Linked DNA regions of Mus musculus: all the other regions are linked to region 7. Evidence: chromatin contacts called from public promoter capture Hi-C data. All regions are on one chromosome and are shown on one strand. The core of a region is the stretch at or near the end of the contact, and the rest is flanking DNA. Distances in the headings are between cores, read along the strand shown.

Region 1 (3,825 bases), core at 600-3,099, 1.3 Mb before region 7:
CCCTTTCTTGCTCTCTCTCTCACCCAAATCTCTTGTGTTTAGTGAGACTCCAGCCACAGCTGTGCAGCCTTGGTGACACAGACAAGGTCCCAGGAGGAAGCTGTACCATGATGGATGAATTCATCTCTCAGTCCCTCGGTTTCCTGACCTAGAACACAGGGCTAACATTTTGGGGCGAAGCGACTTTGAGGCACCATCAATGCCTTCCTTCTGGGACTCCAGGGAGGGCTGGGCAGCCTTCCTTCTGGAATGGCTGAGGGCTCAGATGGACAGGAGACATGTGTGGCTCAGGTCCCATGAAGTGCTAGACAGAGACCAGGCCACGCAGGGCACGACAGGCAGGCAGGACAAACCTGGAACTTGGGCCTTGGAGGCAACCTGGCTCAGTCCTCAACTTTATGAACGGAGAGACGATGCCAGAGAAGCTGGGGCCAACCTGAGGTGACATTTCTAAGGTAAGCTTAGCAAAGCAATTCCTCCCTCACAGGACCCAACACGACAGAACTAAGAGCAGCTGAAGAGATCAGGCAAGAGCACTGGGAGGTGGCTCGGCTGATAAAGCGCCTGCTGCGTAAGCAGAACGGCCTGATTCTGCTCCCCTAGAACACATATTAAAAAAACAAGCCACGTATAACCCTAGGAGGGTAAGGGAAGACAATAGAACCCAAGAGCTTACTGGCCAGCCAGCCTAGCCAAATGTATTTAACATTCAATGATAGACCCTGTGTAAGCACAGTATGCATGTATGTATGTATGTATGTATGTATGTATGTATCTATAATCCATCCATTTATCCATCCATCCATCTATCTTTCTATCTATCTCAGAATCAAAAAGGAGCCACAGAACCACAGATTCAACTCTCCATGTTCCAAAATAAACATTTTAGAGTCTCAAAACCCCAAGCTAGACTGCTCAGGCCCTCTGGGTCAGAACGTGGGACACTCGGCCATCAAAGACTCTCACAAGCAAGCTGCAGAAGCCCAGAAACTCTCGTCATGGGATCTAACCCAGGTGCCAGGAGCAGTAGGCATGGCCACCCCTCCCCCACCGCAGGCCCAGGAATCCCGTTCCCACCGCTGACATATGGCCAGTCTGCGCAGGCAAGAGGCTGAAAGCTGTCCCTTCTGAACAGGGAGGGAAGTAAGTTCTCAACGGGAGACCCCCGCTTTGTACAAATGGATTCTTCACCCTCCTTGTTCTTTGGCTCTGGTCAGAAAGATTCCCAGGGCAGTGGCAAGAAGCCAAGCGCTGCCACGAAATGACTTTAACCAGCAGACAGGCTGGTAATAGGTTTCGGTGGGAAAAAGGCAGGAGCGGGGTGATTCATTCCAACTTGCTATGTGATAAAGAAAATTAAGGCATAATACTGCGGAGGCAGTGCCCCTGTTAACCTGTGCGGAATACCAATTACTCCAAGCTTCTCAAAATCGCTAGAAATAAAAAGAAAACCCCAGAAGAGTGTGATTGTGGCCCAAGGCTCATCTGGATTAGGGCTGTTTGTTTGCCCTGGCACCCTAATGATGAGAGGGAGGGAAAATTCCCCGTTACCTTGGAGACAGCGATGCCAAAGCGGGGGTGGGAGAGGAGAGGCAAGCCCACGTGCAGCCACTGATCTGCTTGGCAAGTGCTTAGGGTAGAGGGATCCCCAGGTTCACTCAGGGAGGGCTGGGTGCAGAGGCTGCTAGGCCTCCCCTTGTCCTTCCCTCTACGGCACCTTCAGTGCTAGGTGTAGCATACGGGAGGGGCTGCAGAGAGAACATCTGGTGTATTGCATGGATGCATCACCTGTCAATTTAAAAACCTATGGCCTATAGGAAAGGGTAGAAGAGAAGGTGGGACATCCGGGAGGCAGAAAGAATTCTGGGATAGAGCCAGGCACGGGAAGATTCACAGGGGAAGATGTGACGAGGGGGACACTTGGTGCCTGAGCCCAGGTAAGCAGCCATGTGGCAGAATGGATTATTACAGTTATGATCTAGTCAGAGAAGAGCCTAGCTATATGGCCAATTTATACTTTGAGTCTGGATCTTATTTCTGAGAGCACGGGGCTGGGAGGAAGAACCAGACCTAACTCACACAAGGACCAGTTTCACTCATCCTACTCGTAGGAGAGTCTCAGGTCTGTACTGCTGGAAGCCAAGAGAATCAGGAGCAGAAGGGGGGTGCTTACTGTGTGCCAGGCACCTGCCAGGTACTGGTGAACTCTGAAGTTAGGGAAGACTTCTGGGGGAGGGGGAGGGGGGAGGGGAAGCGGCGGGGGCAGCCTCCCTGCTCACAGGCCTCTGGACCACATCTCACAACTCTCGCTCCTTATACAAGCTAAAGATACCAACTGCCTTGAGCCAGCCTGCTCCCCAGTAAACCACCCCTCTATGGCTTGCATGGAGGTGAAGCCACCTATCATGCAATCATTGCTTGCACTACAGAACAAATTCACTCCCCTCCAAGTAGCCAGTTCCTCTGGGCATGGACGTTTGGGAGAGTCTCGTCTACTGCCTGCTGTGGTCTTCCTCCTGCCAGGAGCAGGTTAGAGGTCCCAGAGCTTAAATCCTGCCTCTGCCCCTATGTGACCTCATGCAGGCTACTTGCCTGGTATATATAATGTACTCTTAGATGAGGAATGTGAGACTTGGCCCTGACCATGGAGTGATGGCCACCACACTGCTCCTTAAGGTATACAAAGCCTATTACATATAGATCCTCGCTTGACTTGGTGCTGAGAAATGAACCTAAGGCCTCACGCATGCTCTAAAACTGAACGACACTATCTATCTATCATCTATCCATTTATTTTGGAGACAGGGTAGTAGATCACTCTGTCGCTCAGGCTGGCCTTAAGCTCACTGTGTAGCCAAGGACGGTCATGAACTTCTGACCCTCCTCCTACTTTTGCTATCATGCCTGATATCATGCAGTGCTAGGGATTGAACCCTGGGCCTCGCGCATGCTAGGTTAGCACTCTTCTAACGAGCAACCTGTCCAGTCATTACTTAGTTCTTACAGCTCTCCTGAAGTTCAGAGAGGGACAAGATGGCCTACATCACACAACGAATGAGTAGACCTACTAGGTCCAGTGCTCTCCAGCAGCTCAGGGTACTTCCTCTAAGGAAGGGGCTACAGTGGGAATTCAGAGCTTGATCCTGGTCAGTCCTGTGAAATAAAGAGGAGTACTCTTTCAAGAGCCTCTCTGAGCCACCGTGAAACTCTAACAGCATAAAAGATGCCTAAGGCATAAATTACCGGACAGGGCAATAGCCTGGGGGAACAGATAAAACCACTACAGGGAGTCCAGAGACTGGGCTCCAGTCCTGTCCCTCCATCCTGGCTCTGTGCTTGGATCGGCCTGGGTTTCCCCATCTGTCAAACACAGCACAAGGATTCCTGCCTCCTTCCCAATGCCAGTGCATACCTGCCAAACCTAGCTCCATCTTGCCTTCTGCCCAGACAGTCTGTGATCACTACCTCTGCCAGGAAGGCTCAAGAGGCCGCTGGGCACACAGCCCAGCCTGTCTCATGTTGCTCTCCAGCCAGGCCTGGACCTAGACCACACACAGGGAAGTATGTTGAAATAGACATGGAGGTCCTCGGGCATGGCAGTGCACACACATGCAGATGAGCATGCATGCGCAGAGATACACTCAGCCGCTTATACTCGCATGTGTGCCCCACACACACCAAGCCACACTGTGTACACACTGCAGCACACGGGCTGCATACCCACACACGCACAGGTGGCTTCCTGTGATGCTCACACACTACAGACAAATATGCAGAGATTTGCCTGCCTCTCCTGTGACAGCCAGATGGTGGGATTCTCCCATT
Region 2 (3,662 bases), core at 259-2,758, 1.4 Mb after region 7:
CAAGTTTTCCACACATTTACATCAAAAGTCGCTTTAAAGGAAAAAGTCCTATTTTTTTACTTCAACCCTGGATGTATGTCAATTGCTCCCCCCCCCCCCCCGTTTAATAAATCCTTTTTCTCCCACTTCAATTCCTGAGCCTCCCACCGCTCTTTCAGCTGAAACTTGCATCTGTTCTAATAGTTGAGCTAGCGCCTCAACTTTGAGGGAGTGTAGCTCCACTGTGGCCCCCAAGCAAGACTGTGGCAGGCAGCCTTTCTTTCAGTGGCCTCCCGGCACAAGTCAGGGAGTGAGCTAGTTTAAAGCTGATGCCCGGGAAGCGGCCTATCAACTGGCACACAGTAGGCGCTCAACAAGTGATGTGCTCCTCGCTGCCCAGCACCTGGCCCGGTAGAGCCGCGTTCCACCCTCTGGGGCTTTCAGCCAAGCGAGTAGCGAGTGACAAGGCCGGCTAGCGCGACTGGCCCTGCAAGGCAGCGCGACGGAAGGGGTGGATGTTTACATGCAGCCGGGACGAGCAGCGCCACTCCGGCAGGAGCCTGCCTTGCTCGGAGACCGAGATGGGTCTCACTCGCATCTGACTCGGATACAGAGCAGAGAGCCACAGGTTTCCTCCATATCTTGGAGCTCGAGCTCACACCTTCCGAGGTGCTGGGCCGGACTCCCAGCTGGAGATCACCCCTAAGGAGGTGGTTCCAGCTGCCGCGAAAGCACAAGCACGCCCCAACTTGAATTCGCAGGCCGGGGATTGGGGGTCCGGGAGGGCGGGGAGCTCGCGGCCAGCACGGCGCCCGGGGGTGGGGGAGATGGCTGCGGGACCCTGGGGGCTGACAGCGCAGCGGGGCCCGGGGCCCGGAAGGGGTTGGGTGGGACCCGTGGGACTGCGCTCACCCATGAAGAGGCAGAAGAGGTCCAGGCAGATGAGCAGCACCCGCTTGCTGCCGCCCTTCCTCGGGTTGTTGTTGAGCGCCGGGCTGCCGCCGTTCTTACTCTCAGGGACGATCGCCTTGTCGTACTTGTAGCTTTGCATGGCGCTGGCTGCGGGGAGCCTCCCGGGGCGATGCGGGCCGCCGCTGCTCAGGAGCGGGTATGCGGGCTCGGGACGCGGCGGCGAGAGTGCAGCCCGGCGGAGTAGTTCCAACTGCAGACGCGGGTAGGTTTCCCCTCTGGGCGCCTCTGCTTTCCTCTCAACCCCAAACTGTTCGCTAGTCCAAGGGGAAGAGAGCCAAATCCCGAGCAGGAACTTTTGCAGAACTGTGCTGCCCCGGACGCGTCCGGCTGGCGTGCGTCTGCGTGCTGGAGTTTGCGAGTGGGCAGCGTCGGCGTCCCGCCACGATCCTCCGCAGCTACTTAATGAATGGAGCAGCGCGGAGCCCTGCAACTCCGCAGCGTCCTGCAGCTAGCTCTCCTCAGCGTCTGCCCAACTCCAACTCTGCCTCCTCCTCCTGCTCCTCCTCCTCCTGCTGCTGCCGCCCGGGCTGCCGCTGTGATCGCTCGGTTTGTTTTCTGAGCTTATATTTCACGAGCGCCTTTAAAAAGCGAGGGGGGAGGAGAAGGACCTCCTTACTTGGCTCCAACAAGATTCAGAAAGCACAGCCCCTTCCTTAAGCTGCCTAAAACGTAGGATAATTAAGGCCACATTTCCCCCACCCCTTTTCCAAAAAAAAAAAAAAAAAAAAAATCGTAAAAGAAAAAGTTGTTCTCAAACCAGAGAATCAGGGAGCCCCTAGCGTTCAGAAACTCCAAAGCATCACAAAAGGGGAGGAAAAAAAACATATAAATAAAATTTTTTTTTCTTGCTGGCCTTTGATTAGAGGTGGGGAGAGGATCGGTGGGAGGTCTATAATACTAAAATGCTTTCTTTATTTACTTGTTTATTTATTTACAAATTTCAGCCTTGAATTGGATTATCCTAAAAATTCAATTTTCAAGGAAAGCTAGGTTGGTTGTTGTTTTGCTTTTAACGCTCAGCACCGGATAATTGTGCTAGATTCCGAAGATCCTACGGTGTAAAAGACTCCGGGCTGGGCGGTGGTGGCGCACTCCTTTAATCCCAGCACTTGAGAGGCAGAGGCAGGCGGATTTCTGAGTTCAAGGTCAACCTAGTCTACCGAGTGAGTTCCAGGACAGCCAGGACTACACAGAAAAACCCTGTCTCGAACCTCCCCTCCACCCCCCCCCCCCCCGAAAAAAAAAGAGACTCCAGAGCCAGACCCCCTGTTCTAGAATCCTATGTCTCTGTGCCTTAATTTCCCCGCGAGTAAACTACAGACACCAAAATATTTCTCCCCAGGCAGTCATGGTGGAGATATAATTGATTCTTTCTCATGTGCTTCTGCAGCAAAGCTTGCACAACAGAGGAGCTCGGTGAGTTGAGCCAATACTACTAGTTCTGAACGTGGGTAACCAAAGCCAAGCCTGCCCGCCTCTTTCCTAGTCCAGCTGGCCTCCGGCATACCTGAGCATTATTGGCCTTGACTTTCAAGGAATCTGATGTTTCCCTTTGAATACTTTTTATATGGTTTTATATGATTTTTAAAGTTGATTACTTTTTTATGAGCTGGTTTTTTGTTTTTTGTTTTTTTTTCCTTCAAGAGAATCAACACTTGAAGGGTCAGGACCCTCCCTTACATTTTCCTTAGTATCAAGCTTGGAGCACAGTACATAGCATACAAATGCACATTTCTTCCAAGGGTCTTTATAATACAGAGGTGGAAATGGCTCAATGGTTCTAGCATTGTTGTTTGTTTGTTTGTTTGAGACAGGGTCTCTCTCTCTCTCTCTAGCCCTAATATGTCTTAGAACTCACTATGTAGACCAGGCTGGCCTCAGACTCACAGAGATAGATCTGCCTGCCTCTGCCTCTCGAGAGCTGGAATTAGATGCAGCTGGTTCTAGTTTTTATAAAAAGATTATTCTATCTAGTATTCTATATCAGTCTATACAGACTAGTGTTTTGCCTGCATGTATGTCTGTGTGCCATATGCTCGAAGCACTCACAAAGGCCAAGGAGGGCTGTTAGATCCCTACAACTGGAGTTACAGATGACTGGGAGCCACTGTGTGGGTGCTGGGAACCCAATCTGGGTCCTCTGCAAGAACACTAGTTGCTCTTAATCACGGAGCCATCTCCCCAGCTCCAAGTCCTAGCTTTTGGATGGATAGTACAAATGATATCCGACTGCCCTAGTGGGCCACTCCATAACTCTGTATCCCACCGCCAGCCCTCTTGAGTATCCCTTTTATTGCCTACCGCTTCGGTCCCACCCCTCTACCTACATCATAAACCTTCCTCCCCTCAACTAGCACACTGTTTCTCCTCCGGTGCACCCTGATCTTTCACCCCCTCTCCTTGTCCTGCTTGGTTCCAGCACAGGATTAATTTTACCTTCAATATTTCGCCTAGGCCACTCGTGCAACACTCAGTCTAACTTGGTGTCAGTTAACAAAAACTAGTCATTTGTGTAAATGGCCTTTGACGTGGGACCGTTGATTATCCTCAGTGAGCCTCTGTAGTGCTCAGGGTTTGAGGTATGCTGAATTAAGCCCACATTGGACCTAATTAACGATGAGACTGGCAAGGAAAGGCAAAGTCCTGTCTTCTGAAAGCAAGATGCACCAAGAAAGTGCTGGAGCGGACGTGTCAGCTGCCAATCAGAGGCA
Region 3 (4,061 bases), core at 184-2,683, 1.5 Mb after region 7:
CACCTGGAGTTCTTCTCCCTGATAATGAGGTATCTAGATAGTCTTACCCTTCAGCCAATGACCTTCCCTTCCTGGATATTCACATGCCCTTCCACTAAGAGTTATGTAATCCCTGGTTCGCCCTGAATAAGGTGTATGTGTCCACATTCACCCCCAGTAAAGCAATATGAAGAAGCTAAGATCATCTCCGTGAGCTGTTTCACTAGAGATCACCACAGCAAAGGCCTTGGCCTAAAGATTCTCAATGCTAAGACTCCCAAATAAGGCTTTTCTCTTCTCCTATCGTTCTTGTACTTGGCTCTTGTTCCCACTCAGACCCTGCTCGGCTCAGGCTGTCTTCCCCTTCCTGCCTGGCTTGAAGACACCCTGAGGGGAAACATGGACCTCAGACCCCTATTCCTGATTTCCTCTCCAGGTGCCTGGATAGCCAGAGAGAAGACTGGGAACTACAGCATTCATTCCAGACTACATTCCACTTCCGGTCTGGTGTGTAATGGTGTCTGACACCACAAAGGGAAACACAGGCTGTGGCATTTTGGGCCTTTGCTCTGTCTTCTCTGGCTGGCCTGCCGAGGTGTTTAGACACTCCGGCAGAGAGACAGAATGGATACCTCAGAGGCTATTGGTATTGAGCATTTTGCACATGTTTGTTGCTTATTTACATCCCTTTTATTAAGTGCCTGTTAAGGTTATTTGCCCACTTTTAAACTGGACACGTTATTTCTTATGTACTCCGGATAGAAATATTTTGCCAGATGGAGAGTGGCAGATGTTGTCTCTGATTCTATAGTTTGTCCCTTCATTTTACTGATTAATTTCTTTGCTTCCTAGAAGCCTTTCATTTAGTGTTTTCATTTGTTTATTTTTGCTTTTGTTCTCATTCTTTGTGATCATATTCATAAGCACATGGACAATCGAAACGATAGTTTCAAGTCTTGCACTTAGGCCTTTGGTCCACTTAGAGTTGGTTTTTGTAGTTTGTTAGCAGTAAGTTCTTTTTTTTCTTAAGTCATAAGAGATGTTCAAGATTATTAAATACCTTTTAATGCATCTTTTAAAATGATCATAGCATCAAATAACTTTACCCACTGAGCCATCCTGCTAGCCCTTATCAAAATTTTAATACACTTAATTAACAAATTTGAACTTATTTATTTACTGTGTTCATGTCTATTTGTGCACGAAGGTATATGGGGTATTGCATGACACTGCACATATATGAAGGTCAAAGGATAACCCACAAGAGTTGGTTCTTTCATTATACCTTAGAGCCCTGGGATCAAACTCAGAGAGGCTTAGTGGCAAGTGCCCTTACCTGATGAACTGTCTCTTTGTCTATGGATTTGAAAATATTGAGCCATTCTTGGATCCCTGAAATAAGTCAACTGATCACAGTGATATTGTGTGTGTGTGTGCGCACGCGTGTGTGTGAATAACCTTTGTGCCTTTTTGATGTGCTGTTCTGCTGAGTCCTGCGTGGCCATGTAAGGGATGGAATGACATGGTTCCTGCCCCTGGAACATAGCCATCAGGGCATGGGCCTCCATGAGTGTTGACGGTTGCTGTGGGCGTCAAGCTTGTTTGTATAATACTGTCCAGATTTTCATATTTCTCCTTCGAGGAATGTTCTCTCTGACAAGGTTCATGACTCCAGGATAATCAGAGACAGCACAAGTCCAGGAGATGAACAGGTGTGTCTAATGTCTCAGCAAAATTGTAGAATGTTGTGACCTTCAGGAAAGCCTTGGGAAGGAACTCTGAAAACATGAGCTCAAAAATTTATAATTTCTCAACTATGCAAAATATAAGAATGCAATATGAATTATATAAGGGACTTCACTGATGTAAAGGAACAGAGGCAGCAACACTATGAGCCAACTTGTCAGAAAGATATTAAGGAAGGAGATAAAGAGATTTAGGGAGTGGTGACCCGCAGGGCAAGATCACACCTAGCTAATTTTTTGTTTGTTTGTTTGTTTATGTTTTCAAAGACTGGCAGATTTAACGTCAGCCTGGGACAGAGGGAGTTTAGGTCCAGGCCTAGGCGTGGTAGGAATAGTAATTTTAGGACAGGATCCCACCCAGCTAAGTTTATAAAGTCAGCAAGTTCTCTGAATTCTTTTACAGTGTTAAAACAAAAGTGCGTTTGCTGTCCTTTTTCTAAGACCAAGGAGCTAGGTCATGGAATGCTGATTCTAGGGATGCTAAAGAAGGAGCCTGGAGTAAATGACTGAATTGATATGTAAATAAAAGATTGGGCTTTTGATCTGTATGAGATGAGCCAGCAGAGAGCAATAGCAGTTTTTTGTTCTTTGTTTATTCTTAGAAGAATTTCTAGCAAGAGCTGAGCTGTCTGGAGATCTCTGAAGAGTGAGCACAGCTCTTTCAGATTTTTTTTCCCTCCTAGCATCTACACAGTTGCTTGGAGAGCAAACACAGTTCTTTTAGATTTTTTTCTAAAAAAAATCCAAGAACTTTTTATAGCAGCTTTTCTGAGTTTGGTTGGAAAAACTATGAGCAATCCAGTGAACTTTTAGAATTTTTTTTTTTCTAGCAAGAGAGAGCTGTCTCAAGCAGAAAGCTGTGTCAAGTAGCCTACAGAACCAAGAGCTATCCACAGACCTGCTAGGCAGCCATCTCGTGCAGAACAAGGGCCATCCTCAGCTTGATCCAGAAATCGACTTTGAGTGGTTTGTTTTGTTTCGCAGCTCTCAAACACCCCTTCTCTTGAACCCCTCTCCAAGCCAAGGCTGTCATTGGCACTCTTCAATGGATATTTTGGGTTTTGTTGGGAAATTTTATTTTCTGTTCTTTAGCGTGTGTGTGTGTGTGTGTGTGTGTGTGTGTGTGTTTGGTATCAGGGTAATGTTGGACTCATACAATGAATTTGGAAGGTTTTAAGTCCCTTTGATTCTTTAGAAAAGTTTGGGGAGAGAATTACCCTTTATTAAAGGTTTGGTAAAATTCAATAATAAAGCCACCCTGTCCTGTTGGTTTATTTAGTTTTTAGCTACAATAGTTAAATAGTCAGTTTTTTTATTGGTTTGTTTGGTCTTTATTAAAAAAAATGTTTTTATAGTTTAATTTTGATAGATCATGTGTGTTCAGAAATCAAGCCCTTGATCAACGTAGGTTTTCCATTTTGTTGGCATATAGGTTATTTGTGTTAGTGTTGTAGTACCGATTGTTAGGTGTTTTTTATTTTTTTCACCTCTAATTTTATTTGAATCTTCTCATTTTTGATAGTGTCTAACTGGAGGTGTATTGAATTTACTTATCTTTTTATAAAACCAATGTTATTTATTCGTTATTTTCCGTAATAAAGTATATAAAATTAAAAAATTGAAAAGACAAAACTTCCGTTTTGTTTATCTTTTGTATTTGTTCTATTATGTTTATTTCTACTTTGACTTTTGTTCTTTCTCCTTTTCCGTTTGGTTTGTTCTTCCTTTCCTGGGTCTTAAGATAACTGATTAGGCTGTGTACTTTAAATCTTTTTTTATATTATATGAGCACTTATTGCTAGAAAATTCTTACCACTACCTTTGCTGTCAGAATATGATTTGTTGTTGTTATTAACATTCGTTTTGTGGTTCCAGGACTACTGTTTGGATCCCTCTACTGTGGTTTTCCAAAGTACCACATTTGCTTCCATTTATGAAGCTGTCTATGACAATTTTGAATTCAAGTGTGATTCCATGGCACTACCATAACATTTCAATGGCAGGGTATTTTATGTCTTATCCACTTATGTTTATGATATCACTACTGTGTTAAACTTCATAGTATACTAATTTTAAAGCCATCTCTAAAAGGTCTTTTAAAGGTTGAGTTCATTTTTAATCATTTATTATGTGTGTGTCTTTGTGTGGGTTATGTGCATGTGAATTCCAGTGTCAGAAGAGGGTGTCCGATCCCCCAAACCTGGAATTGCAGTTGTGAGTGGCCTGATGTAGGTTCTGAAAACCAAACTCTGGTCCTCTAGAAGAGCAGTGCTGACTTTTGACTGTTTAGCCGGCTCACTAGCTACCTTTGAAAGGCTTATGTAGGGTGCATTCTAT
Region 4 (4,127 bases), core at 348-2,847, 1.1 Mb before region 7:
ATACAGCACTGTTGAAATTTGCCTACACAAATGGAGGTTGGAAGGGGATAAACGTCTGCGGTTTGTTTATTCTATCACCCCAGGCTTTCTGCACCTTGTCATGTGACTACTGATTTAAAAGATATACAGTTGTTTATTAATATTTCCCAAGCACTATGCAAATTCCTATTGCCATGGGTATCTTTTGCCCTTCCAGCTGTGAAGTGAACACAGAAGCATTTTGTATTTAACAAGACTAAAATATGTTAACTCAAAAAGAACTCACGTTGACTAGCATTTCTCTTCAATTATTAATGAGGACATGAAGAGAGCTTGAGTGGTCAGATGTAGAATCTGAATAAACATTGCCTCAGGCCTGATGGTCCACCGGTACCTGATGTTCAAACTTAAATTTGATAATGCAAAGTCTAGCCTTTCAGTCTGTGGTATTGCTAAGCTGTGGAATGATGCAATTTATGCTCCAGACTTTGTGTGTGTGTGTATGTGTGTGTGTGTGGGGGGGGTTTGAGTCAGGGTCTGGGTAGCATGGAACATGCTATGTAGATTAGGCTGGCCTCTGTAGACTAGGCTGGCCTCAGACTTGCAGCAACCCTCATGCATCTGCCACAACAAACAACTCAATGACTTTAATATGTATGTAACACAATAAAAATACTATAAATAAAGTATATATAACATGTCTTCTCCTTTCTGGTGCTGGGAACTAGGCCTAGGATCTCACATGTACTAGACAAGCACCCACTGCACCTAGAATTTCACCCAGAAAATTTGAAAACCCTTATTGAGACTATGATATTCAAAAGACTCTTAAAATCTTTATTTTTTTGTCAGGATAACTAACAATTTTCTGTTAAGTACTTTGGTTTATTATTATAACAAGTATTTCCTCTCTTGAAAAACCCATTCAAAACATCCCAATCTTTGATGTAGGGAACTTTAAGAAAAAAAAATTTTTTTTTTATGTTTTTAAACAGGAACAAGAATTCTTCAAATTTCTATAGTTTGACAAATAGAAACAATTTCATTTCAATCTATTCTGGTGAACAGGAATTATTTTATACAGAAAATCATCCTGTCACTTCTGGCAAACTAAGAGTGAGTGCTATTCATTCACATGTCCCATGGAGTCGCAGTGTGATGCTGCCATGCTCACATAGATTACTTTATCACAGATCTTGCAGTGGGAAACAAGGTTTTGGGATGGCTGAAGCAAAAGAAATCAGATCCCACAGCATCTCCAGAAAGGAATGGATCCAACCTTCTCCATCAGGACAGTCTTGCTGGGGTGGGATGGGAAGGTGGATCATTCAGTGAAGCGGTTGCCATGTGAAGCGGTTGCCATGTAAACACAGAGACCTGAGCTTAGATGCTCAGCACCTGCGTAAAACCAAGGGCACATGCCGGTGACACCAGGGCTCAGGAGACAAAGAGAAAGATATAAAAGTAACTTCTACTCACCTGAGGTGATCGTTGTCTCCGAGGCTTGCTGCCTCTGTCTGCTAACCTACGCTAGTCCTGGAAGCTTCTAGCCTCTGTACAATCTTATCTAGGTCTAGAATATTTTCAGCCTCTGAGACTCGCTGCTGAATAAGCTCACACTTTCTAGGTTGGTTTTTTTTTTTCCTGAGCTTTGACTGTTTCAATCTGTTTTCTCTGTGTGTGTGTTTCTCTCTCTGCCTGTCTCTATCTCTGTCTCTCCTGAATTCCTTTGCTTGGTCTCATACTAACTTAGGCAATCTGTTCTAATCTTCTGGCTCCTTCTCATTCTATGGCTCATTCTGACTTCACCTATGTCTAGCTTGTTCTCTCTGCAGCCTGTCTCTGTAAAACTCCCCAGTAAAATTGCCTCCTTCCTTTCCTCTCTCTCTAAAACTCCTCTCTCTTAAACAGCTTCTCTTACCTCTCTCTTCTCATGAGAGTTGGGCGTATCCTATTCTCTCATACCTTTCTCTGGTTCACCACTTTGTCTGCCACTCAATTAGACATCACTTTCAAACACGGCTGCTTCCTTCTACAAACTAACCTGACCTTCATTGTTTGGGATTAAAGATGTGTGCTAAAGGTGTGTCTGTATTCCAGCCAGAGAGATTAAAGGTGTGTGCTAAGGGCTACCTACTTCATAACTAGAAACATTTTTTTTTCAGTAAATAACAATCTCAGGGTTCACAATGTGATCAAATATTCTTCAACAGGAATACACATATATATATATATATATACATATATATATATATATATATATATATATATATATATATATATATATTCATTCCTGTTGCTTCCTGGCCATTTAGTCTGGCTGAATCACTTAGCTCCTGGTTCATCGAGAGACTCTGTCTCAAAAAAAATAAGATGGTTAGTAATTGAGGAAGATATCCAGTATCTATTAGCTTACACACACACACACACACACACACACACACACACACACACACACACGTGTTCATACACAAAGACATACACACACACACATTTTTTAAAAATTAAAAAGTAGTCCTGGGCACTGCATAGTGTTTGAATCAACTCTGTCTCCTGTCTCTTTCCAGAGCAATGTGCAGGCAGCATCAACGGCCACGGTCAGGACCAGCTTTTTCCTGTTATTTCTTAAGACCGTTCTTGCCTTTCCCAGGAGCAACCGTCGTGGGCATCAGCATGAAAGCCTTGTCTCCTGTCTGTCTGTTCTGCTCACTGCTTGTCTCCCGTCTGTCTGTTTTGCTCACTGCTTGGCTTTGTAAACGGGACTTTCACTCTGTCTTAGCGATGACCAGGGCAAGTCCAGACAAAGCCGTGCTTCCAGCTCTGTCTAAGCCATTAACACCCGCTGGGTTAGCCAAACACCCCTCTGGCTCAGGCTGCCCAGTGCAGCTGGTGGTCAGTGGATCCTGCCTGCTCGGTCACATCCCTGCTTGGAATTAGCTGAGTCCTGCCGCCCTTCCATCAGTTGATAACGCTTGAGTCAGTAATGTAGATAATGTCACCTTCTTCAAAGGACACTCCATCTGGCTTTCTGGGCCGTGTCACCTGGGGCTCTGAAGGCTGTAACTTGCTGTAGTTTGCTGGTTTGGGAGGTAACTGCCATTTGGATTCCCCCAGCAGCTGAACCTGGGGACAAAAAGCTGACTGCTCACTCCTGCCACCAGGGTTCATGTACCCCCAAGGCTGCTTTTTTTTTTCTGGTGTGTGAGAAGAAACCCCCACTAGTTCCCACACCCATAAAGGATGCATGGTCATAGGCATCTGACCTCCGAGTGCCCTGGCTAGCTCTTGCCACCAGAGCCCCTGAAACTGATTTTTTAGGTATAGTTTTAAATAACAAGGTCAGTGAAAAATTTAGACAGTTTGAATTGGTGAGTACTGGAGAAAGATCGTCTACCCTCCATCTAAGGGGCCTGTTTTTAAAATGTGAGGTATACATAGGTGTTAGAGCAGGGCAGAGACAAAGCTAGACTATTGTTCTCTGTTTGTTTGCTTGTTCTGTTGTTGATGATTTTGTTTTGAGTTTTTGTTTTGTTTTGTTTTTGAGACAGGGTTTCTCTGTGCAGCCCTGGCTGTCCTGGAACTCTGTAGACCAGGCCTGCCTTGAATTCAGAGGTCCGTATGTTGGGATTAAAGTCACTTCCTATCTAAAACTTAGACTCTTTGAATGGTGCCAGTTTCCTGTAAAATTCCTGAAATGACAACCCAGTGAATACGCTCTTGCCCACTTTCAGAAATGAGGAAAACTTTTTTAAACAAGCAAAGTTTTATGAACCTTCCCCCACCCCCACCCCCCCCCACCCCCCCCACCCCCGCCCCTCGCAACTTTCAAGAGTCTAATGAGCCCAGAATGGTAACAACTTCTTAGCCCCAGGTGGGGGGAGGGGGTGCGGCGCACGGGGAACCGAGAGGGGGAGGGAACACTACGACAGGAACACGGACACCAGAGAGTTGCAATCAAAGACTCAAAGGAGAAAATCAAGGCCGACTCTGCACCCTGGCATCACCAGAAAGATTTCACAGCAGGGCAGTGAAAAGCTCACAGAAGTGAGCTAGCTAGTAAGCAGAAATACCTCCTTAAACAGAACGAGCCGCAGGATGGTGGCTCACACCTTTAGACCCAGTTGGGGGGGGGGGGGGCTGAGGCAGGG
Region 5 (3,703 bases), core at 1,107-3,606, 1.7 Mb before region 7:
CACACACACACACACACACACCTGATCTACAGTGTAGTTCAACTAATTTAAATTCATTCCTGTCTAGCTTGCTAATGAATGCCTCCTACTTTTCTAACTGCTGGCCTGGCTGCTTCCCCAGCAGTGTACCCCAAATACTTGCTGTTTCTCTTGGCCATGAGCTCATGAGCCATCTCTTTTCATGGCAGCTTCTTCTTCCTCTTCCTCCTTCTTTTATAAAAGAAATATTTATTTTATGTATATAAGCACATTGTAGCTGTCTTCAGACACACCAGAAGAGGGCACCTGATCAGTTTACAAGATGGTGTAAGCCACCATGTGGTTGCTGGGAATTGAACTCAGGGCCTCTGGAAGAACAGTCAGTGTTCCTAACCACTGAGCCATCTCTCCAGCACCCCCCTTCTTCCTTCTCCTTTTCTTCCTCCTCCTCCTCCTCCTTCTCTCTCTCTCTCTATGTCTCTCTCTCTGTCTCTCTCTGTCTGTCTCTTCCCTCTCATTCTTCTCCTCTCTCTCTCTCTCTCTCTCTCTCTCTCTCTCTCTCTCTCTCTCTCTCTCTCTCTGCAAACATCAATCAGCCAGGTAACTCAAAACTTGCCTACCTCTAATCCCTCCAGTAATTGGTTGTACCATTTTTACTTAACCAATAGCTTTAAGTTAAGGAACAAGGTTTGCACAACAAACGCTGGTAAATGAGAGAATTAGTACAGAATTTAGCATCACAATACACAGCCTCCCACCAAACAACCATCACTAGAGTAATCAAATCCACAGAGATTAAAAATCAGGACTATGCTAGCTTTGGGTGTGTCTCAGTAGTAGAGAGCTTGCATAGCGTGTGTGAGGTCATCAACTTAATACCCAGCACTGCTGCAACCTCCAACAAAAGGTAGCACAGTACTTGCCAAGGGACAGTGAGAAAGAATATAGGGATAGACATTCAGTTTTGCAAGAGCGGCAGAGTCTGAACAACTGAGGATGTTGCCCAAGAGGAGAACACTTGCACAGCATGTGCAAAGCCTTGTAGTTAATTCCCACTACCACAAACACGATGGAAACAATCAAGTGGCAGCCTTCTGGAGTGCCTGTTTGGCGATGGCTTCACCAGTACTTAATCCTGCCTGACCTGTATACTTGATAGTGATTAAAATGGAAGATGGTCCAGTGGCAAGAGGCTAGGGGGTTAGGTCTCCAGAAGTGTGCGCTCTGGAGAAACAGTGACACACTTCCTCTAACAAGGCTACTCTTCCTAGTATCACCAACCACCATGGGCCAGGCATTCAAACACAGGAGTCTATGGGGGCCATACCTATTCAAACCACCACAGCAGAGAAATGGAGAGTTGAAGCATACCTGGACTACATAGTGAAGGCTAGCCTGGGCTACAGAAAGGAAAAAGTATACAAGTGGAGTTATAGGTAGTCTGGAAGTCACTGTCAGTGATGGAAACTTATATAGATGTTCTGTTTTGTCCATTTACTTTGTCAGTGATTTGAAGGCAAAAATGATTAGTTAAATGAGCATGAAGAAGGAAATATCGGAGGCCTGAGAAGAGGGACTTGAAGTAGCTACCTAGAGGGTGGAAAAATATAGCATAGCTAAACACCATTTACATAAGATCAAAAGAAGGCAGCCAAGAGATGGCTCATCGGTTAAGAGCACTGACCCCTCTTCCTGAGTTCAAATCCCAGCAACCACATGGTGGCTCACAACCATCTGTAATGAGATCTGATGCCCTATTCTGTGCTGTCTGAAGACAGCTACAGTGTACTTGGATATAATAATAAATAAATCTTTAAAAAGAAAAAAGAAAAGCAGGTTAAAGAGGGAAAGCTCCATAGTCAAAATTGAGATTGTGGGGCCCGAGGATGTGACGCAGTAGCAGGCAGAATACTTGCCTAACATATGCTATGTGGAGGGACTCTTTCTCACAAAACAAAACGAAAACAACAGCAAAACAACATCATGTAACAGAATGCTAAAATCACTAAGAACGTTGACAACAAAAATTAATGACTAAAAAAAAAAATTAATGACTATGAATCAGAAGTTAAGTTTTGAAGAATGAGGGTAAGCGCTGCAGTCTTCTGGAGGTAAGATTTAAAGCTCTTCCAAACGGAAAGACTACAGCCTCGTCAGAGGGCGTTGGCCCCTTTAAGGGCTGGCGTTTGAGAATGGAGTCTACGCCGGGACGGGGCGGGGTCTTCAGGGGGCGGGACCACTTTGGGGCGGGGCGAGACATGCAAGGGAGAGAGGGGCGGGACTTCTAAGGGGCAGGGCGCGGTAGGCTCAGGGAGAGGGGCGGGACCTCGTGCGGGGGGGCGGGGCGCAGCAGGCGCGGCGAGCGAGGCGGAGTCTGTGTTTCGGTCAGGTTGCGGCAGCGGCTGCTGTAGTTCAGAAGAGCGAGGCCGAGGCCTGGGCCCAGCCCGGAGCCGCTGCCTGACCCGAGCCTCCTGGAGCCCCCGAGCCGGCTGATCTTAGCGGCGGGCTCGGGCTCCGCCTGCCACCGCACGCAGGACCGAGGCTGCATGCCGGAGGACCAGGCCCACGCAGCCATGGTGAGCTAGCGCGGCCTGCCCCCCACCCCCCGCAGGGTGGCCCGAGGACGCCGGGCAGCCGTCTCACCCTTCTTCCTGCACCCTCCCTCTGTCTCCTCCGGCTCGCGTTCCCCATCCACCAGTAGGAGCAAACCTCTTTGGGAGACATCCCTTAATCCCCCTTCTTTCCGGTGACACCCTTTTGTCCCCCGGTGACAGCCTCCTTCGCATTCTCCTCGTCCCCCCTTCCCTGTCTTTAACCCTCCCCTTTCTCCTCAACCATTTTAACCTTTCTCCTCTATGGTCGTTAGTCACCCCCACCCCCCACTTTTCCTTCCCACACTTTGCTTCCTTTCCCTCCTCGACCCTCTTCACCATTTTATCTCCGGCGCCCCCTCTTCCCCTTGGTCCTCGACCATCCGCATTTCCTCTGCCCCTTGTCGGATGTCCTCCGTCGCCGGCTCACACATCTGTCCCCATTTCCTTGTGCAGGTTTCAGAGGGCTAAGCAGGAGCAATTGGAAGGCAATTGCTACCCGGGAGCTGTTGGGCGGGTACATACAGATTAGTAACCTTTCTTTCTCCGTTCTGTTTTGGAGTGGGGAAGTGAGGGGAGATTGGCGGTATGGAAGAATAGTCTGGAAGCTTTACTACTTAGTGTCATTGCAAAAACCTGAGTGGGGTGTGTTACAGAGTACATCCTGTAGCCTTATGTGATTATCAGGCCTTTTGACAGAAATAGCCAAAAAGGGTTGTTACATTTTTATTTTGAATGTGTTTTCATGTGGAGTTACCGTTAGGGAAATTAAAAATCTTTTGTAATTTGCAGGCTTGACAGTTGTTGCTCAGAGCACATGATTTGTTTTTGTTAGGAGGCAGAGACCAAGGGCATTTGAGGTCTGAATATCAGCCTGGCAGTCAGATTGTGACAGTCTTTCGAATACCTTCCTCCGAAAGGTTGTATTTGTCCTGTCCTTTCTGTCCTTTCTTGGAGAAACCCTTTCTTTGCAAATTTTCCTCTGCTTCAAAATGGCTGTGACTACAGTCCCATTTTTAAGTGTTATCCGCGTTTTGCTGTGTATATATTGAAAGCATTGTTCTATCCTATACAAAATAAATGTTGATCTCTGGGAGGAAATAATACATTCTAGTCAAAAAGACTTGTTGATA
Region 6 (3,904 bases), core at 597-3,096, 1.4 Mb before region 7:
CTTAAATAAAGAGACCATAATGAGATTACATCGGAATCGGCTCCTTGGTGGTCTTTTGGGGGTTCATGAACATTTCCTGGCACAGGTTCAGCAGTTTTTTCTGCAATCCAATGCCTTTCTGCAGCCATAGGTTTTTTTGCTTACTAACATTCAAAAGAAATTTAAGGTTGATAAAGCACTATGCAATCTACCTGTGGGGGTCTTTGTTACCCCTTTTAGCTTGTTAAGCACCTCTTTTAAGGTATAATTAGATCTCTCCACAATTGCTTGTCCTGTAAGATTGTGTGGTATACCCGTAACATGTTTTATATCATAATATGTAAAACATTGCTTCATCTTATTAGAGACATATGCTGGAGCATTGTCAGTCTTAATTTGTATGGGTAGTCTCATAATGGCCATAACTTCTAACGAATGCATAGTTACAGAGTCTGCCTTTTCAGAAGCTAAGGCAGTTGCCCACTGAAATCCTGAATGTCTATAGTATGGGGTTTATATTTTAGTTCGCCAAACTCCGTAAAATGAAACATATCCACTTGCCAGATTTCATTTCTTTGGGTACAATTAGGGTTACTTCTTGTAGGTAATGGGGTTTGGTTATATAAAGAACAAGTAGGACATTCCCTCACAATTTCCATGGCTTGTTGTCAAGTGATAGATAATTCTTTCTTTAAACCTTTGCTGTTAACATGGTGTGTGTGTGTGTGTGTGTGTGTGTGTGTGTGCTTTATAAAATTCTGAAGTCTCTAGTACACTTCCTATCCATAGCTGCTCAATCTCACTATTACCTTGTGCCAGAGGGCCTGGCAGAACTGTATGGGCTCTGATGTGTGTTATATACAATGGATGCTTCTTAATTTCTGATCACTGTAGCTGAATAAACAATGCCAACCATTCAGAATCATTCTGATTAAGTTCAGCAGTCTCTATATACAAAGAACTTTTTTATTGTGTAGAACAGCCTGGTCTAGAATTCACAGAGATCTGCCCATCTCTGTCTCCCGTGTCTGCTGTTATTTAGCGCAGATGTTGTGCGGTGCCTGGCCACACCCCTGACCCTTTGTTTACAGGGAATGGTGTCTTGGCCTTCTGTCCAATTCTGGCTGCAGCAGCAAACTTAATGTTGCATTTCTGCACGCCATGAGTATTGAGCGTTAATTCCCTTAGGACAGGACAGGGTCAACCTGCTGTGCCAAGCTTGGGAGAACCTGAAGTGGCTTATCCTATAGCTGTGGTTTCCAGGAATTCTCCCCAGGTATTGCCGTTTGTGGCTGCATCCGCTGCATGCAACCTAGAGCTGGTTTCTCGCACTCTACCTGGCACTGCAGTGTTTTGCCCTTGGGAGAAGCTCCAACGTCTACTTTCTGTTTTTAAATTTAGTAGGGGCCTCTTTAAAAAGCCTCCTTCTGTACTCTCTCTGCGGGTTCCTGCTTCTTGGCTAAGAACTTTCTTTCCCAGCTATTCGTCTTGTGTTGTTCGGGGAAGCTTTGGCTTCGGTCTGTTCTTGTTCTTTATTTTTTTTGGTTTTTAGAGGCCAGATCTCTTGTCCGGCTAGCCTGACTATTTCCTGCTTTTTACCTGGGTCTTTTTAGGCTGTAAGCTTAGGTTCTAACTACCCCGTGTTGGGCAACATTTTGTTGATGGTCGGTCCGGTTCTACCTCTCATTCCCATGTCCCCAGAAATAAGACTCAGACTCAAAATATATTTACAAATACCATGGCCATTTAGCTAGGCTCTTCTCTGATTAGATATAACTTAAAATATCCCATTTATTCTAGCTTGTATTCTGCCACATGGCTGATTACCTGTGTACCCATCTTGTCACATCTTCCCAGAGAATCTCCTGCCTGGTGTTAGCATTCTGTCTAAACTCCACCCCAACAGTTACCTGGCAACAGCCAGGTATGCTCCTCCCCACAGTTACCAGGCAACAGCCAGGTAGGCCTGGCCCACTATAAAAGGGGCTGCTTGCCCCCTCCTCTCTCCCTTACTCTTGCTTCCCTCTTGCTTCTCTCTTGCCATCTTGGGCTTTTCCCTTCCCCCTCCCTTCCTCCTCTCTCCACGTGCTCATGGCCGGCCTCTACTTCTCTACTCTCTTCCTCTCTCTGCCTTTCTCTGCCTCTTCTACCCTCTTAACTCCCCTCCCCATGCCCTGAATAAACTGTATTCTATACTACACTGTCTTTGTCGTGGTGTGGCTGGGGGGGGGTGCCTCAGCATGGGCCCCCTGAGACACCCCCTTACCTCACACCTCACCACCCCCCATAGAACATATCTTAATATTATTTTATCTTTTTATAATCACAACACCTGGTTATCTCAGAATCCTTCTCCCAGATGTCCCACTTCTATTTCCTGCCTAAACCACAGGCCTTTTATGACAGGTGATGCATTCATACAATACCCAAGACAGTCTCTCTAGAGGATAGAAAGACAACTCAGGGGTTAGGAGCCCTGGCTACTCATCCCGAGGGACTGTATTAATTCCTGGCACCTACATGGTGGCTCACAACTGTAACTCCAGTTCCAGGGGCTCTGAAACTCTTTGGGGGCTTCCATGGGCACAAGGCATGTTTGTGTTGCACAGAAATTCCTGCAGGAGAAACACCCATACAGGGACTGGAGAGATGGTTCAGTGGTTATGAGAACTCAGTGCCTTTCCAGAAGACCCAGGTTTAATTCCTAAAGGTTCACAATTCTCTGTAGCTCCAGTTCCAGAGGATCTGGTGCCCTCTTTTGGTCTCCATAGGCACAAAGCATTCATGTGGTACACAGATATTCATGTAGGCAAAATACCTGTACACATACAAATAAATAGATTTTTAAAATTTAAACACATTTATTATTATTATTACTACTATCATTATTAATTTTTTAATATTCCAAGACAGGATTTTTCTGTGTAGTCCTGGCTGTCCTGGAACTCACTCTATAGACCAGTCTGGCTTCAAAATCAGAGATCTGCCTGCTTCTGCCTTCTGCAAGCTGGGATTAAAGCCACACACCGCCACGCTCAGCTTAATAATTATTTTATTTTTTAAAGATTGATTTTATTTTTAATTATGTGTATGGGTGTGGTGGTTTGAATGAGAACGGCTCCTGTAGGCTCATAGTGTGAATGTTTGGCCCCCAGTTTGTGGTGCTGCCCGGTGTGTGGGTGCTGGGAATAGAACTCAGATGATCTGCAAGAGCAGTTCACACACCTAGATATGGAGGCAGCCCATTTTTGACAGTTTTTAAGGCTCGTTTCCTCCTATGTTTGTTGTTGTCTCTGCTTCCTCCTCCTTTGTACTGACCTTCAATAAACATTTGGGGGGGCGTGTTTTAGGGGAAAAAAGGAGACTTCATGCCACACTGGGTGTAGCCAGAGCATAGGAAACCTCAAAGCCCACCCCCTCCATGATGCATTTCTTCCAACAAGATCACACCTACACCAACAAGGCCGCACCTACTAATAGGACCAAGCATTCAAACACATGAGTCTCCATCTTAGGGAGAAAATTGTCCATACCATGATTTTAATTGTAATTGCATGTAATTTATTTATCAGTTTGCATAATTAACAATTGTCTTTTTAAATGAAGGTTTATTTCCTTTAATCAGTTTAAAAATTATGTTTTCATTATTACTCTTTGTGTGTGGGGCTAGAGGACAACTTTGTGGAGTCAGTTCTCCCCTTCCACCTTTGCCTCTTCCCACTTTAGATTCACTTAAGCTCTCAATGATGATTGAGACATGATAAAAATCTGCTATTGGGTAACTGGAGAAATGACTCCCTTCTTAAGAGCACTGTCTGCTCTTCCAGAAGATCCAGGCTCAAGTCCCAGCACCCACATGGCAGCTCACAACTATCTGTCACTCCAGTCTCAGCCAACATCCTCTTCTGACCTCTGGGGGTACTAG
Region 7 (3,826 bases), core at 1,281-3,780:
ATTCCTCTCCCCCCACCCAGGCTGACTGTGCCCTGCTGGCCACAGTGACAGTTTTAGGAACAGGACTGTGAGCCCAGTAGGCAAACCCCTTCTGGGTCTGGTTCCAGGAGGGCACTCTCTCTTTACTGAGGTGGTGGCAACACTGGCTGGATCTAAGCCGGAAAGTGTTGGGGATTCCACAGGAAAACAGCACCCCACTAGAACGGAGCCAACTCAAGGGAAGGAAGAGCCAAGAATGACATGGCAGGCAGGATGAAGATAAATGGGGGAGGGGGTCCTGGGTTCAGTTATGCCTCAGCCAGCTGTACTGATCTAACAGGCATTCGCAAACATACTCTGACCCCAAGGGCAGCTGTCAGATAACAGTCACTGTCTTCTAGAACTCACAGGGCATCCAGCAGGTAGATGCTGTTCAGGACACAAGCTAGTGTCCTTTTTACTCAAACCAGCTTCAACTAAGTTTTGCAAGAGTCTGGTCAAGGGTCAGTGGGCTGCCCTGGAGCTGTCTGTCAGAGGGCTCAGGATGGGGAGGGGCTTTCCTCTGATTCAGTCTGGCAGAAATGCAGGACTATGAGTCCCCGGTGGGAAGACAAAGGGTGAATTCCAAGACCACCCAGCTCTGCCTGACCCTGCAGTGGGAGACTTTATGTAAACAGAGTGTGAGGGAGTGGATTAGCGGTTGCTGCTGGATCACACAGGCAGAAACTATCAAGCTTGGGACATTGATGGGATTTGGGGGTTAAAAAGTTCTTTGTCAAATCCTCAAGAGAGACAGAAAGGGTCCAGAAAGTAGGTAACTATTTGGGAAGCTATGGTAAGAAACTAGGCATGAGGCAACAAAATCAGAGATGGGATGGAGACACAAGGCTGAGGGGGTTGAGAGTTCAGGCTCTTACCGAAGCCAATGTTGACTGCCTGCCTTATTTATCGGTTGTGCTGTCTTGGGCACATGACTCACACTTTGAACCTCATTTTAGTAAAACTGGTACTAGACACCAGGAGGCCGTGGACTGTAAACTGCACACACGAGTGGCACAGGTATGGCGTGTAGGGCCCCATTGTTCCTTGCGCATCCTTCCATTTAGTTTAGGTTAACAACCTCTCACTAATACACTCTTGCCCCAAGGGGAGCCGTCAGGTAACAGTCCTGTCTTCTGGTGCTCACAGGACATCCAGCAGGTAAATAAATGGCAAATAGAACCTGCAGACAGACCCAAGGAAAATGGTGCAGGTGGGGGTGGAGGTGCAAAGTGATTCTGATCGATGCACCCTCTGCATCTCCTCTCCCTGGGTAAGGTCTTCTGGTCTGGAGGTCACTCTGCCTGGCACCTGCAGGCTAAGCCTGTGGTGCTCAGTCTGCAGCATACAGCAAGAAGTAAATAGAACAAGAGGGTGGTTGCCATGCGGGCAGCGGCAGGAAGCAGACGCTCTCTGAAGCCTGATGCAAGTTAGAGAGGAATATAAGGAGGGCAAAGGGAGCCCATGCTAACCCTGGATGAGGGGGAAGACGCTTCACTGTGAAGAGAAGTCTTAGCCTTGGTGCCGGCTGGCCTATATGAACTCCTCATCTACTTACTGGGACGACTACATCTGGATGCAGAATCTGCTGCACATTACACGGAATTGGGGGCTGATCCTGCCTTTTAATCTCTCTTTAAACCTCCATTGTAAAAGGATCCGAAGCACCTCGGACCGCAAAACAAACTTTCACCTCTTTCCTGCATAAGGCTCCTCTCCAAACTGACTTTCTAACCTTTTTCCTCTCATGACTGTGCTCCTCAGCTTCCTACTTCTGCTCAGCCAATCTCTCCACTTGGATCTCCCCCCTCCCCATTTCCCAGAACCACCTTCCAGAGGCCATTCCTCCTTTGGAATGTGGGGGGCCTGAGTTACCTGACTGTTGCGCACTTCCCGAGGGTTTAGGGTCCCTCGTTTTCTAGGCACTGCGCATGCCCTGCACCTAGCAGACACTTTATAAACCTAGGGTTAGGGTTCTGTTTGTTGCCCCGGTGCTTTTGCTGCTTCCGTTTCATCCTTGGACAGTCCCTTCCCCCATCACACGCCAGGTCCTTTGCGATCCCCACTCCCACGCCCATTCCTCCGGCCCCACACGCCCCCGTCGCCCAGAGAACCGCTACCCCGGCGCACAGCCGCGCCCCGCGCCGCTCACCTGTTTCTGGATGTCCCGCACGCGCTGCTCGTGCAGGCGCGGCGCACTGCTCAGCTTGAACACCACCCAGGCGCGCACGTAGTAGTAGATATCGAAGATGAGCGAGAGCGGCAGCAAGAAGAGGCACACGAACACCCAGCGCTGGTGGATGAGAACGAACTCCAACCCCTTCACTCGCACCCAGAGCAGAAAGAGCAGCGCGCACACGGCCAGCGACACGGCGGGCTCCATGGTGTCGCGGCGCACCGCGCGGAAGGGTGCGGGCTCGCGCCGCCCGTCTCCTTCGCCCGCTCCGCGCTCCGCCGGCTCAGCGCCTGCCGCCACCGCCCCGGGAGCCTGTAAGTCGGGCCCGCCGCCTCGCGATTGGCTTGGGTCGCCAAGGTTCGGTGGGCCGAGACCCAGGCGGCGACCAATGGTGAGCCGCGCCGGGGATCGGACCAGGGAGCCGCTGCGTTCATTGGCTGCGGGAACCGGGATGCTCCACCCTCTTCTAGTCGGCGTGCGAGGAGGGGCTGACCTGGGCTGGGGGCGCTGGTAGGGTCGGCAAGCGGCGGGCTTGGCGGGGTTTAGGGCTCTCGCTCTGGAGGCAGCGGGACCACCCTTGATCTCCTCCTTGGGTGGTGCCTCCCGTGGACACACGTCAAGCAGTTGTGCATTGGGTTACCTCCCCAGGGTGGGAGGCGCTCCAGACAACCACCCTGCAACCCTGGCAGGAGAGCCTCTGGCCTTGACCGGGGCAGGTCATGACACTCTGTAGGCACATGGCCAGGAGGGGGAATCCTTTCAATTTTCAGGGCGTTTACCATAAATGCATTTGAACTACCCCCCTTAGCAGTTCTGGGCCGTGGGTAGCTGGGACCCCCATTTTAAAATACGCGATGGTGAATTCCACCTGTCGAGTAATTTTAAAAAGCACAGAGGCGTTGATGGCATTCTTCCATGCTGAACCCAAAGTGGATGGAGGCTTGGAGACAGGAAGAAAGAGCTTCAAGGCGGCATGGCAGCCCTAGATTAAGAGTAAGAACCCAGCACATGGCCCCGGCCTTGCGGAGCAACCAGGCCAGGCTGCGGAACAACCTCTGACCTCGCCAGAAGCTTGAGTCCGGTGGTATTTGCACTTTCCCTGAACAGGAGGAAGCTCTGAAGATTTTTCAAACCTCCCAGGGCCTTGTCTGCTTCACGTGTCTTTCCTTCCCCCCCCCCCCCCCCTTCCACCTTTGTCCGGACACGGACTCGGGCACTCCATTCTGCCATCCTTTATAGCGCCACCTTCCACCTTCGGTGAATCTGTCCCTAGAAGGCTCTTTCCCCATTGTATCACCGAGGTAAAGCACTACACAGCCTAGAGATTCGCGAGGTGCCACTTCTAAAGCCAAGTTTATGTACTTCTTTCAGAGGCTCACAGTTCTTTCCATTTTTATATAATTGTCCCTTTATGTGTCTCTCCCTCCTACAGATGGAGCTTTAGGGCAAACAACACCTTGTTATTACAGCACTTTTGAATTTCCAATTTGTGGCATAATGACTAGGGCATTGTAAGGCACACCGTTGTTGACCAAAGGATAAGTGAAGAATGTATGTGGGAGTTCAAATATCCAATAGAAATCAAAGTTCAAAGTGAGAGGTTGTTTACCCTCAGCTTCCAAAGGGAGGAGT

Evidence for each region. Promoter capture Hi-C pulls out the DNA fragments that hold promoters and counts their contacts.
Region 1: a promoter capture Hi-C map of stem cell-derived epiblast-like cells shows a contact between it and region 7, with 4 times the contacts expected there. The contact joins the promoter of Lrp8os2 here to the promoter of Dhcr24 in region 7. A contact is called at or near these places in 3 of 39 promoter capture datasets (hippocampal neurons, pre-B cells and stem cell-derived epiblast-like cells) and 1 of 115 datasets of contacts at active chromatin or transcription factors (pancreatic cancer cells).
Region 2: a promoter capture Hi-C map of stem cell-derived epiblast-like cells shows a contact between it and region 7, with 6 times the contacts expected there. The contact joins the promoter of Plpp3 here to the promoter of Dhcr24 in region 7. A contact is called at or near these places in 4 of 39 promoter capture datasets (the 3T3-L1 cell line, the C10 cell line, pre-B cells and 1 more).
Region 3: a contact with region 7 is called in a promoter capture Hi-C map of liver, with 3 times the contacts expected there. The contact joins the enhancer-like site here to the promoter of Dhcr24 in region 7. A contact is called at or near these places in 5 of 39 promoter capture datasets (the 3T3-L1 cell line, hippocampal neurons, liver and 1 more) and 1 of 115 datasets of contacts at active chromatin or transcription factors (large pre-B cells).
Region 4: a promoter capture Hi-C map of stem cell-derived epiblast-like cells shows a contact between it and region 7, with 2.3 times the contacts expected there. The contact joins the promoter of 1700047F07Rik here to the promoter of Dhcr24 in region 7. A contact is called at or near these places in 4 of 39 promoter capture datasets (cranial neural crest, embryonic stem cells, second pharyngeal arch cranial neural crest and 1 more), 1 of 115 datasets of contacts at active chromatin or transcription factors (embryonic forebrain) and 2 of 9 other capture datasets (adipose tissue and liver).
Region 5: a promoter capture Hi-C map of pre-B cells shows a contact between it and region 7, with 2.6 times the contacts expected there. The contact joins the promoter of Zyg11b here to the promoter of Dhcr24 in region 7. A contact is called at or near these places in 2 of 39 promoter capture datasets (hippocampal neurons and pre-B cells).
Region 6: a promoter capture Hi-C map of pre-B cells shows a contact between it and region 7, with 2.5 times the contacts expected there. The contact joins the promoter of 4930407G08Rik here to the promoter of Dhcr24 in region 7. A contact is called at or near these places in 2 of 39 promoter capture datasets (hippocampal neurons and pre-B cells).

Annotation. Positions count from the first base shown.
Region 1 is chr4:107,821,046-107,824,870 of GRCm38.p6, reverse strand. It overlaps Lrp8os2 (low density lipoprotein receptor-related protein 8, apolipoprotein e receptor, opposite strand 2), which reads left to right and starts at 1,849. Exons shown (of 2, transcript NR_151515.1): 1 at 1,849-1,937. All of the region lies in intron 2 of Lrp8 (low density lipoprotein receptor-related protein 8, apolipoprotein e receptor), which reads right to left.
Region 2 is chr4:105,155,193-105,158,854 of GRCm38.p6, reverse strand. Plpp3 (phospholipid phosphatase 3) reads right to left here and starts at 1,508. Exons shown (of 6, transcript NM_080555.2): 1 at 892-1,508. The coding sequence starts at 1,030. Gm29838 (a long non-coding RNA gene) reads left to right here and starts at 2,184. Exons shown (of 2, transcript XR_376486.3): 1 at 2,184-3,662.
Region 3 is chr4:105,087,018-105,091,078 of GRCm38.p6, reverse strand. All of the region lies in intron 1 of Prkaa2 (protein kinase, AMP-activated, alpha 2 catalytic subunit), which reads left to right. Among named protein-coding and RNA genes, the nearest start is that of Gm36893, 21 kb to the left of the region's middle. Within about 2 kb of position 1,433, at least 11 of the 459 cell types and tissues checked have an H3K27ac peak or open chromatin away from gene starts, as enhancers often do. A contact at or near this core is called in liver, where this site is marked.
Region 4 is chr4:107,687,070-107,691,196 of GRCm38.p6, reverse strand. It overlaps 1700047F07Rik (a long non-coding RNA gene), which reads right to left and starts at 1,597. Exons shown (of 4, transcript XR_867984.2): 1 at 1,459-1,597. It also overlaps a transcript of Dmrtb1 not described here and the pseudogene Gm12899.
Region 5 is chr4:108,299,743-108,303,445 of GRCm38.p6, reverse strand. Zyg11b (zyg-ll family member B, cell cycle regulator) reads left to right here and starts at 2,356. Exons shown (of 14, transcript NM_001033634.3): 1 at 2,356-2,555. The coding sequence starts at 2,526.
Region 6 is chr4:107,951,874-107,955,777 of GRCm38.p6, reverse strand. It overlaps 4930407G08Rik (RIKEN cDNA 4930407G08 gene), which reads right to left and starts at 1,846. Exons shown (of 3, transcript NR_131071.1): 1 at 1,807-1,846.
Region 7 is chr4:106,559,742-106,563,567 of GRCm38.p6, reverse strand. Dhcr24 (24-dehydrocholesterol reductase) reads right to left here and starts at 2,530. Exons shown (of 9, transcript NM_053272.2): 1 at 2,171-2,530. The coding sequence starts at 2,401.